Linked DNA regions of Mus musculus: region 2 is linked to region 1. The links are chromatin contacts, called in public promoter capture Hi-C maps. All regions are on one chromosome and are shown on one strand. Each heading gives the region's core, a stretch centred on a gene start, on an enhancer-like site or on the middle of the called end of the contact. The rest is flanking DNA. Distances are from core to core; before and after follow the strand shown. Region 1 holds the start of Zbtb41 (zinc finger and BTB domain containing 41). Region 2 holds the start of Cfhr3 (complement factor H-related 3).

The links. Promoter capture Hi-C pulls out the DNA fragments that hold promoters and counts their contacts.
Region 2: a contact with region 1 is called in a promoter capture Hi-C map of liver, with 2.3 times the contacts expected there. The contact joins the promoter of Cfhr3 here to the promoter of Zbtb41 in region 1. A contact is called at or near these places in 2 of 39 promoter capture datasets (both in liver).

Annotation. Positions count from the first base shown.
Region 1 is chr1:139,419,540-139,424,866 of GRCm38.p6, reverse strand. Zbtb41 (zinc finger and BTB domain containing 41) reads right to left here and starts at 2,484. Exons shown (of 11, transcript NM_172643.5): 1 at 2,444-2,484; 2 at 600-1,833. The coding sequence starts at 1,716.
Region 2 is chr1:139,658,808-139,664,382 of GRCm38.p6, reverse strand. It overlaps Cfhr3 (complement factor H-related 3), which reads left to right and starts at 3,377. Exons shown (of 7, transcript NM_001374101.1): 1 at 3,377-3,541. The coding sequence starts at 3,484.

The DNA.
Region 1 (5,327 bases), core at 1,235-3,734:
AAGTATCCTTAGAAATACATCCAAAAGGTATCATAAAAGCAAAAAAAAATGTTCACTGTACAGCCAGTCTATACCTACTTTGATAGGAAATGATTACAAATCTTATAAAACAAAATTTAACCTATGCAAATAGCATACATAACCCAGCACAAGATAGTCATATATCAAACTGCATGATTTCTTTTACAAAGTCAGATTATGTAAAGTTGTTTTAATCATTTTATGTGCAGAATGTACTTAGCAGTATCATAATCAATGTACATGTAACTCAAAACTACTAGCACTGCTAAGATTAAACAGGTATATTAAGTCAAAGCTATATAGAATAACTGCTGACAGTCTGGAGTCTTTCTCCCAAACACAGAACCTGTACCCTGTTAAGAGAAAATGAAGAAAACACAAAAGGGTAAATACCAAATTATTTCTGATTCACAACAAATTTAAAATAACAAGGTAAACTATGTGCCGAAAATCAGAGCATGTTCCCTTCAGAACTCTTCTTAAACATTCCTTCCAAAGTTTAGTTTGTAGTGATTACCACTGTTGTAGGAGAGGCACAAGGGGTAAGTGACTAGGGCTAGGAAAGGGGTTAGCCTTACCTATCCGGTCAAATGTCTTATCACATTTGGGACACTGCAGGATTTTCTTATTGCTGTTCTGAATGATGACGGGAGCTAACCCTTCATGGATGCTCCCGGCAGAGTCGCCAGCCTCAGGTTCCTCTTCTGCATCATTATCTTTGTCACTCTGCTCCGTGTCAGAGTCTTCATCGGACACTTCCTCCTCCAGCTCTTCGTCTTCGGCATTATATTCACTGCCAGGGTCCTCAGAATCATTTCTATCTGACCTCTCCTTCTCAGAACTTTCTTGATGCAAATTGTCTGACCCATCCCCACTCTCCTGTTCATCGTCGCTGGTATCCTCAAACTTGACAGGGCACTTCCGATTCCTCTTTGACCTCCGGGTAGAAAAACTTCTCTCCAGCATTTTTAACCCATGTTTTTTCCCAAGGAGCAGAGACCTGTGAGTTTTGGCTAAATGATTCTCTAAGGACTTTTTATAGCAGAAATGCCTACTACAAAATTTGCACTGATGACTACTCGACAGTCTTCCAGTTAGCTCATTTAGTGTTTCTTCTGGTGACGACTTTTCAGTCAGTTCGGCCTGAAAGGCAGCAACATTCTCATTATTCAGCAGCTTTACCGCATCGATGATGTCCAAAAATTTTGCAGCCTCTAACACAAGAGGTATTTCGTATTTGTACACAAAAAACTCCGATGTGTAGAGGAACTCAAGCAAATGCTGAAAAACCGAATGCGTTACGTGATCCAGGGTGACAACATCAGTGCTTGGATTTTTGCTCAGACACGCATGAAAATAACTACTGCCGACAGCAACGACCACTTTATGCGCACTAAACTCTTTCCCTTCCACTATGATAAGTAAATCGCAGAAAGACGGTTGCTTCTGCCTATCATCGTTCAAATACTTCAGCAAATTCTTATTATACTGCAAAGAACTCAAAAGCTTTCTCTGATCTGGAGAGGGAGGCAGTTCTTGGCAACGCTGGGCAGCTTCGGGGGTTGGTCTTTCTGGAGCCTGAGTATAGGTCACTTGGCCACACTCCACAGCAGCATTTTCTTCCGAAGAGTCTTTATGATAGCCTAGATGGATCTTCTCGTCAAGATTTGAAGTAACCTTTCTCCTTTTCTTCATTGCAATGCGGCAATTTTTGAACAAGAAACTTCATACGTGACTTAGGCGATTGATGAAACAAAACTAGATTGTCTTGAACAACAGCTTCTGAAGGGGCGTGCCCCACCGTTTCATGGTCTGCAAAAAGAGTGAGAATCAGGTAAGAGCTCCACCGCATAGCCATCTTAAATAACCCAAAGGTGTTGTCAACTAGTCTTTCCTACATTGTAACTAGATTACAAAGTCGACAGTGCATTCACTCCCAGCTAAGATTTTCTTTTTTTTTAGGGCAGGGAACCAGGAGAGCTGGGCTGGGAAAGACAATCCAACAAAAGAATAGTGTGAAGTGAAGGCACAGCACACCTTCCAGGCCTGATTCACGAATAAGGTGGAGAGAACACAACCCAGAGAGCACCATCCCGCCGAGACCGCAAACAAGGCAGACTGGCCGGCCGGGACCGCAGTCCCGATTTGGGTGCTGGGACCTTGACAATAAGGCCAGCGCGGCCACGAAACGCAAGTCTCCATTAGCATGCTTTCCCCGGGCGAGCGCGGCATGGCTCCTGAGCGACAGACCTTCCGAAATCCACTAGGCACGGCGGCCCCAGGAGGGGAGCAGAGTGGGGTCAGCACGGGCGACGACTGCAGGAAGCCGAGTCTTCCCAGGCCGGGGTTGGCGGGGACCCGCGCTCGCCCGTGACCCTTCCCTCCCAGGCTGCCCGGGGCAAGCGTCCCACAGGCCCATTACCGGGAAGCCCGGGCTCCCGCGCCGGCTCGGGGCCGCCCAGCTCCGATCCCCGCGCGCTCGCGCCCGCGCCCACCCACTTCCGGGTCCGGCCCCCCACCTCAGCCACCTCGGCGGCGCTCCTTCCCCTCGCGGAGTCCCGCCGCCGCCGCCGCTCGCCAGGCAGGCACGTCAGGCCCGCGCAGCCGCCCAGCCGCCGCGAGAAGCCGGGGAGCCCCGGCATCCGCCCGAGCGCATGCGCGCGCCTCCAGCCCTGCGCATGCTCCGTGAGCTTTCTTTCCTGCCCTGGGTGCCCTACCGAGGTCCCAGGTCCGTTATACCCGCTTTTCGTGGCCACTTAAGGGCCCTCGTTAACTGAACCAGAAAAACTTGGCTGCGGGAGGGGAAGATAGCTGTGATGAGGGGTTAGGGGGAATTGGCGCCACGACAACTGGTGTGTTTCCAGTGTGTCACCAAACAGCGACCTCCTCCGGAAACCTGCCAGTTTCCAGTCCACAGTGGCAAACACCCAAAGTGCTGGCTGGAAGTAGTTGTATGGCTTTCCGACTTACATGTGCGTAAAATGTAAGCACACCTAAAATTGTGGGGTTTGTTTTTATTACCTTGCTATGAACAGAAGATGTGCATGTAAGATGTGAAGCTGAGAAAAGGACAACCAAACCTCTACGGGACTTAGAGCCTCAGAGCCCCTGCCTAACGTGTTGCATCTCCGACAGAATGCCCAGTGGCCCGATATTGCCCGTCTGGCGATGAAGGTTCTAGAGTTTGTTTGTACAAACCTAAGGAAAAAAACTGATACAAAGGCCGTGACCAAAAAGAAATCAATACACACACCTTCCCTTTTACCTGTAACTCCACTCTCTTCATAACTCTGAATCTGAAAAGGTTACCCTCTCATTAGCAAATACGAGCAAGTGCATACCCAGGAGGAGGAGAAGTTGAGGGAGCGTGTGGGGGACTTTTGGGATGGCATTGGAAATGTAAATGAAATAAATACCTAATTAAAAAAGAAGAAGAATGTACACCCAGAATAGTATAAGGAAAGCTAATGAAAATGATAAAATACTCAGAGCTATAGATTATAAAGTAGAAAATGTTTGAAAAGACAAGCCCATAGATATTAATTTTGTGTGTGTGTGGGGGGGGGTGCAGTGTTATCATCCATCGTCTGGCTCCTACCACCAAGTCTTTCCAGCTGTTGTCATGTGTCAGTGTTCTAAGTTACATGGGACAATCAAAGAAATGGGGTCACTTCCGGGCGAAATATGGCATTGCAGGCAGCAAAGAGGAACGGCCTCAATGAGCTGAACCTCGGACAGCTGTTCAAATGCTGTTTGGGGAGGGGGATAAAGCAAGCCCCTCATACAAAGGCCTGTGGTCTAAGCTAGATGTTTCATGAAGGAGAACACCACACCACTGCAACTTTAGCCTTCACTGTGTACTGTTTGTAGTACTCAATAATGTAAGACATTCCAGGTCTGCCAGGGCAGTCTTGTGACCAAAGTCGGGCAAAGGATGGAAAGCTCCTTCAGGAAAAAAAAAAAAAAAAGACTCTATAGAAAAAAAAATCACCATTTCTACAATGATTTCTTCAAGGTCAAGGTACTTCTAAAAACCATCTATTCATTCTGGTGTTTCCCCTAGGTCCAGTGAAAAAACAGCAATTTTCATTCAAATGTTTACCTTAGATATAATGATTCTACCAAACACACCACAGTCATGTTGGTCCAACAAAGATGAACTCAATCTCTTTGGAACTATAATAAATCCTCTCTACTACGTTTCATCTGTCAAGCATTCTATCTAAATACCAGAAAAGAAACTGATACACCATATAATATGGTTTCTTGTCTATCTCACTCATCAGACAAAAATCATATAGGACAAGTTGTATTAATCTCTTACACTGCTGTATTTTAATAACTAGTAAAATACCCAGAGACTTCATTGTGATACTCAATATCCCAATGAAGACAACAGATGTAGATTACACACTTACATAAATCAACTTGCCCCATATGGAACTGTCAAATAGATGATACAAGGCCTATGCCTGTCAGTGAGGAGCACAACTATTCCTCACCTGTTTGGATACTATCACAGTCCTCTTAGAAGAAATGCCATGCAACACAAACAATGACTGAAGTCCTCATAAATAGCCTTAACCCAATTCAGTATTCTATGTTGCACCAAGAGATAATCGATGTAGTCTTTTCACAACCACTGAAGTGAAGAACAGGGCTGATAACAACCAGGTACAATGGTACTTGCAACTGCCATACAACCCCATTATAATCAGATTAGTTTTAAAAGTGGATTATTAAATTACGACTTAAAAGGCTTAAGTGTATGAAACATCTTGCACCAATGAAAAAGGAAGAGACCTTTTGAAAAATGACCATAACATTGTCAAGTAAAAACCCCAGTGCAAGAGGCAGTATATGAATTGTTAGCCCTAAAAACCATAAAGACTACTTCTATTGTTGCTGCATGCTAGATCTAGATAGTAAGACTCTGCTACTGATGGCGTTACATACTCTGGTTGTCGGACACAAAGAAATAAAACTGAATTTAGCTGCAAGTTCCCTCCTCACTGGATGACACTCATAGTACTGAAAGGTGCAGCTGAGGGAAAATTGTCACAAACAGTCCTGCTCAATGATATTTCAATACTATTTGCTACAGTATTGAAATGCCAGGCAGGATTTGCCTATGCAACAGTGGCACAATTATCGTGGGTACAATCAACTTAAGTCCTGCTCTAAAATACATAGGTTCGTGACTTGTACTGTAAACCAAAACAAAAATTCATGGCTTAGAAGGTCACAGGCCCCAGGGAGAAAACCACAGCTACTGTTTTAAATGAATGTGATATGTATGTCACAGT
Region 2 (5,575 bases), core at 2,128-4,627, 240 kb before region 1:
ACAAAACACCCATGGAAGGAGTTACAGAGACAAAATTTGGAAGTGTGACGAAAGGATGGACCATCTAGTGATTGCCATATCCAGAGATCCATCCCATGATCAGCTTCCAAACGCTGACACCATTGCATACACTAGCAAGATTTTGCTGAAAGGACCCAGATATAGCTGTCTCTTGCGAGACTAGTCCAGGGCCTAGCAAACACAGAAGTGGATGCTCACAGTCAGCTATTGAATGGACCACAGGGCCCCCAATGGAGGAACTAGAGAAAGCACCCAAGGAACTAAAGGGAACTGCAACCCTATAGGTGGAACAACATTATGAACTAAGCAGTACCCCGGAGCTCTTGACTCTAGCTGCATATGTATCAAAAGATGGCCTAGTCGGCTATCACTGGAAAGAGAGGCCCATTGGACTCGCAAATTTTATATGCCCTAGTACAGGGGAACGCCAGGGCCAAAAAGGGGGAGTGGGTGCGTAGGGGAGTGGGGGTGTATGGGTATGGGGGACTTTTGATATAGCATTGGAAATGTAAATGAGCTAAATACCTAATAAAAATGAAAAAAAAGAAATATTAACTCTAAAAAGAAAATTAAAAAGAAATAAAAAACAAGGCACAGCACATATAGTACCCAACATTTTCTATATGATTAGTTATCAAAACAAGAAAATACTCTTAACAAAACATGAAAGAAAATGTATCCTATTATAAAGAAAGAGATGCTTAACAGGGTAAAGTAGTCTCATAGTAAAAGAAATAGTAATAGAAAGAGAAAATCCCCATGATGTTTAAAAATGAAACACAACATGTGTACATGACATAGAGTATTTTAAAGTTGAAAGGGAAAAACATTCACTCACACATAAAGGCAGGCACATAAAATTAACACATGATTTCTCAATAATGATTATGAGAGGCAGAGGACCTAGAAAGATCATGTGTAAACTCTAAAACCTTGCACCGTCCTCAAATAGTAACTTGAAATGCATCAAAGAACTAAGCCTAAAAACTGAAACACATGTCTAGACAAAATGATAGGCAACCTGCATGATATAGGTGCACGAAAGAACTTTCTGTATATGACTCCTTTTGTACAATATTTAAGCTCAACACTAGACGTGAGGAACTTCTAAAACCTAAAAATCTCTTGCAGAACCCAGGAAACAATCGACAGGATGAAGAGGAAACCTACTAAGGGAGGGAGATCTTTTCTAGTGATACATGTGAGAAAAGACTAATATCAGAAATAAAAAAGAACTCAGAAAGAAAGAAATAACCCATACAAAAATAAATGTCCCATTCAAAAACAGGCCTGGGATATGCACAGAGAGTGTACAAAAGAAAAAACAAAAGATTTATGTCAAGTCTTATTCCATTCTGTTATGGTGTATTTGGTTGATATTTCTTAGAAACCTGTTCTTTTTTAAAATAAAATGAAGGAGTAGTGGATCTGGGGAAAGGGGAGGGAGGTAGAGGGCGAACTGGAAAAAATGGAGGGAGAGGACACTGCTGTTGGGATGTATTAAATGAAAGATTAGTAATAAAAAGAAAAGAGATAAAAGAAGATGAAAAATGGCTAATAAATTTTTCAAACAAGGATCTTGAACTCTAGTAGTTAGGAAAATGTAAATCAAAACAACTCTTTAGTTTTCACATGTTTCTGTCAGCATTGTGAAGATTAACAACTACCACCAATACCAAAATTACAGCAAAACCCTGACAACAAATGCTGGTGGAAATGGAAACCTCATGAAACTTCTATTATATTGAAAACTGGTGCAGGCATAATGGAAATCAATACAGAGAATCCTCAATATGTCTAAAATAAATCTACCTCATGTCGTAGCAGTACCATGCCTTGATAAATGCCAAATCAGTTGACATCTTGACCCACATATACTTGCTCATCTATGTTCATCGCTGCTCTTTCCACAATAGATGGTGAATGAAAGCCACCTAAATGTTCTTCAAATGATGAGCAGATCATAAACATTCCTGGCATATACAATATGGAATACCATTCAACTATAAAGAAAAGTGAAATCATAAACTTTTAAGGAAAATGGACGAACCAGAAAAGATTGTACGGAGTATGGTAACCCAAACCCATGAAGACAAACTTCACATAATCTTCCTTATTAGAGAGGTCTAGCTTCAAATCTTCACATGCAAGGTTATACACCAAAGCAACTGCAGAAACCAGAAAGGTAACTATATACCATTACCAGAGTAGTAGGGTGGATGAACAACAGAAAGGAGAATAGAGTACAAATTATTTAGCAGAAGGAATAGGAAAAAAAAAAAAAGGAGAGGGTGACATACTTAGGGAAGTAGAAGGAGAAAAACACGAGAGAAAGAATATTGAAATAGTGCATGGGAATGTCATAAGGAATCATATTATTAACTCCTCAATCAGAATAATGTGTGTGTGTGTGTGTGTGTGTGTACACGCACACACATGCAGTTCTATATGTGAAGGCCCATATCTACAACCAAAACCATCTATCAAACAACAATATTAGACAAGAGAAGCACTCTTCTGAGTTGTTGGTCAAGGTTGTCTAATAGAAGTCAAGATACTGATGACTGTTTCTATGGCACTTTGTTGTCCCCAAGAGGTAGATAATTCTAAATTGTGTATTCGATGTAGCCGCCTGCAGCCACACTAACTGGGTTCCTGAATGGGAGGCCGGAGCTGTATAGAAGAAAACGACGAGAGAAATAATGAAGGCCAAGACATTTTTCTGTTCAAGGCCCCAAAGTTTACTAAGAGTCTGTGTTTATAAAGGAGGGAGGACCATTCCCTGCCAATCCAGTCTTGATGTCATCTGTTGCCAGCCTGTTGGTTGCTGTCTCCAGAATATCTCAAGGGCCTCTCAGTAGGTAGCAGTGTCTTGGAGAAGAGCAGTAGCAGGTGACAGAACAATAGAGCCATCTAAGTCTGAAGGTTCCACCCCAGGTGGTCTCATACTCAGTGGCAGCGAGGTCTGAATCAGCCTCCTTCACGGCTGGGGAAGGCTACAATTCCATATCACAGGGTCCAAATGATCCTAAGCTGAATCTGTTCTGAAATTTCCTACCTGACATATACCATTCATTTTATTAGAAGTAGCTATGTAAGCTTACAAAGAAAAAAAAAAAAAAATCACCAACCATCCTAACCAGCTATTGTGCCTATAAGACAAGAGTAACTTATTCTCTCATATTCCTTTCTGCATAACAATTTGACTGACCAAAAAAAATGGCACTAAAAAATGAATGATGTTACATTGCTTCATAAGTGTAAAATAATTAACTTAATATTGTGAAATAGTTGATTGAATATTGTTTATTTTGCCCCTCCCTTTTGAACTTTGATGTTTACCAAACTGGATGCCAGTAATACACTGAAGTTCAATGTCATACACAGCATTTTTAATGACGGGGTTCCCAGAAGGACCACCACATCTGGAGCTTTAAGCTTTAGAACATGGGGTTCTGCAGCATGTTGCTCTTATCCATTATCTTTCTAACTGCATGGCTTTCTACTGCTAAAGGGGAAGGTAAGTGGAAGCAGATTTGAAACATGAAATTTCTAGCCAAATATTTTAACTCCTGTATGTCTATGAGAATATTTTAAATTTATTTTAACTTTGATAAAACAGTATTAATAAAAACTAAATTATGAAATATTTTAGGTAAAAACAAAACATATTGATAGTAAAAATAAATTAAATTTTGGAAATAGTCTCTGATAAGCAATAAGAGAGAAAAATTGACTAAAGGGATTTTCTCAGTTCTCTAATTTGAAAAATGTGAATAGCCTCTAAATTATAATTTGGAGAGAAAAAAGAAATTCATCTTGTAAATGTGTAAATAGTATATATAAGAAGATTAAATTTCAAAATGAAATTTCACCTAAAGAAAAAGTACCTGACAGAGTCTAAATATATCTAGGTCGATGTGGGATTGATTTCATCTCCACAAATTGGATATATTTTAATTTCATAGTCTTTAAAATGAGTAACTTTTCCTATTTCAAACGAATTATATTGCAGATAATGGACATGTCTTTAATGAGATAAGAAAGAATTATGCTATTTTGCAACAGTATTTATTTCCCTGTTTGTTGTTTGCTAATGTTTCCACAAAATGAGGGGTGATTTATGGAATTCCTCAGTCCCCATATTACATTTATTTTAAGATCCACCCTTTCTCATTTTGTATCATTTCAGAGATTTAAGCTCATTTTTATGCTATAAATTTGAATTCACTTTGAATTGTTGTCACAGGCAAGCATTCATTCAATGAGAGAAAAGTCCACCTGTGAAATGACAAAAAAAAAATTGGCTTTCATTTATTTTATACTTTTATAATTTTGATATTTTCACATAATTATATTGCTCTTCTTTTTTCTTCACAACTGTTCCATAGTCCCCTCCTTCTTCTCTGATTCAGGTTTTCTTTTTTCCCAAATTATTATTGCACACATATTTCTATATCTATATACATATATATCTACACCTAAATAACATTCTTCTTCGTCCATTCAATATGATTTGTAAATACTGTATGACTGATACTCTGTACAGTGTGGAGAATAGTAGTCACACTTTTCCTTTTGAATGAGTGAGTTTACAAACTATACAGTAAGAAAAGCAAAAGAACACGTAATGAGAAAGAGATTAGATAAATAGGTGACACAGACAGACTGAACAATGATAGACAGACAAACAGAGAACATTATTTCAGGAATTACGAAGTCCAACACTGATCTTCTAAGGTAGCTACCTTGTGGCATAACTTATCGCAGCTATCTGGGCTTCCCCTTCTGAAAGTCTTCTTGCATGATACTTCTAAGTAATAGAACAGAGAGTAACAGTAGAGATCACATAATCAAACCAGGTGCTCTCAATTTCCAGCAGGAACTGACTAGAAAAGTTGAAACAATAAGCTGAAGTTTCCAGTTGTGTTTCTCACCCTCACCTCCTGTAGATAAATTGGCTGTCTGATATTTCAGTTGTTTTTTTCTACTCTTCCTGAGAGTCCAGATGGAGAACTCAGACTAGAAGCCTGACCCTGCTTCCTCTAGGGGTTATCTGACATCAGTGCTAATGACATTACCTTTCTGTTATTTTTTTCCTTTTTTGTGGAAGCTTCATGCATTGGGACACAGTTCTACCCTTTAAACTTTAGTTGGATGACATAAAATAGTTTGCCTCATTTATTTCTTCAAGTTATTATCAGTAGCCAATTTCATGATATTATTTTGCCTTCCTATCATCTATTTATCTATCTATCCATCTATCTATTTATCTGCCTATCTATACATTTATCTATCACCTATCATCTCTATGATCTTGTGATTGTAAAACAATCTTTATTCTTTTTGTCTCTTTTATGGAAAAGAGATTCCTTTTATTTCCTTTATTATTGGATATTTTATTTATTTATATTTCAAATGTTATCTCCTCCCCAATTTTCCCCCAGAACCTCCCTATCCCATCTACCCTCCTCCTGCTTCTATGGGTGTGTGCCCCCACCCACCTATCAACCTACACTTCCCTGCCTGCCCTTGCATTCAGTTAACCTGAGGC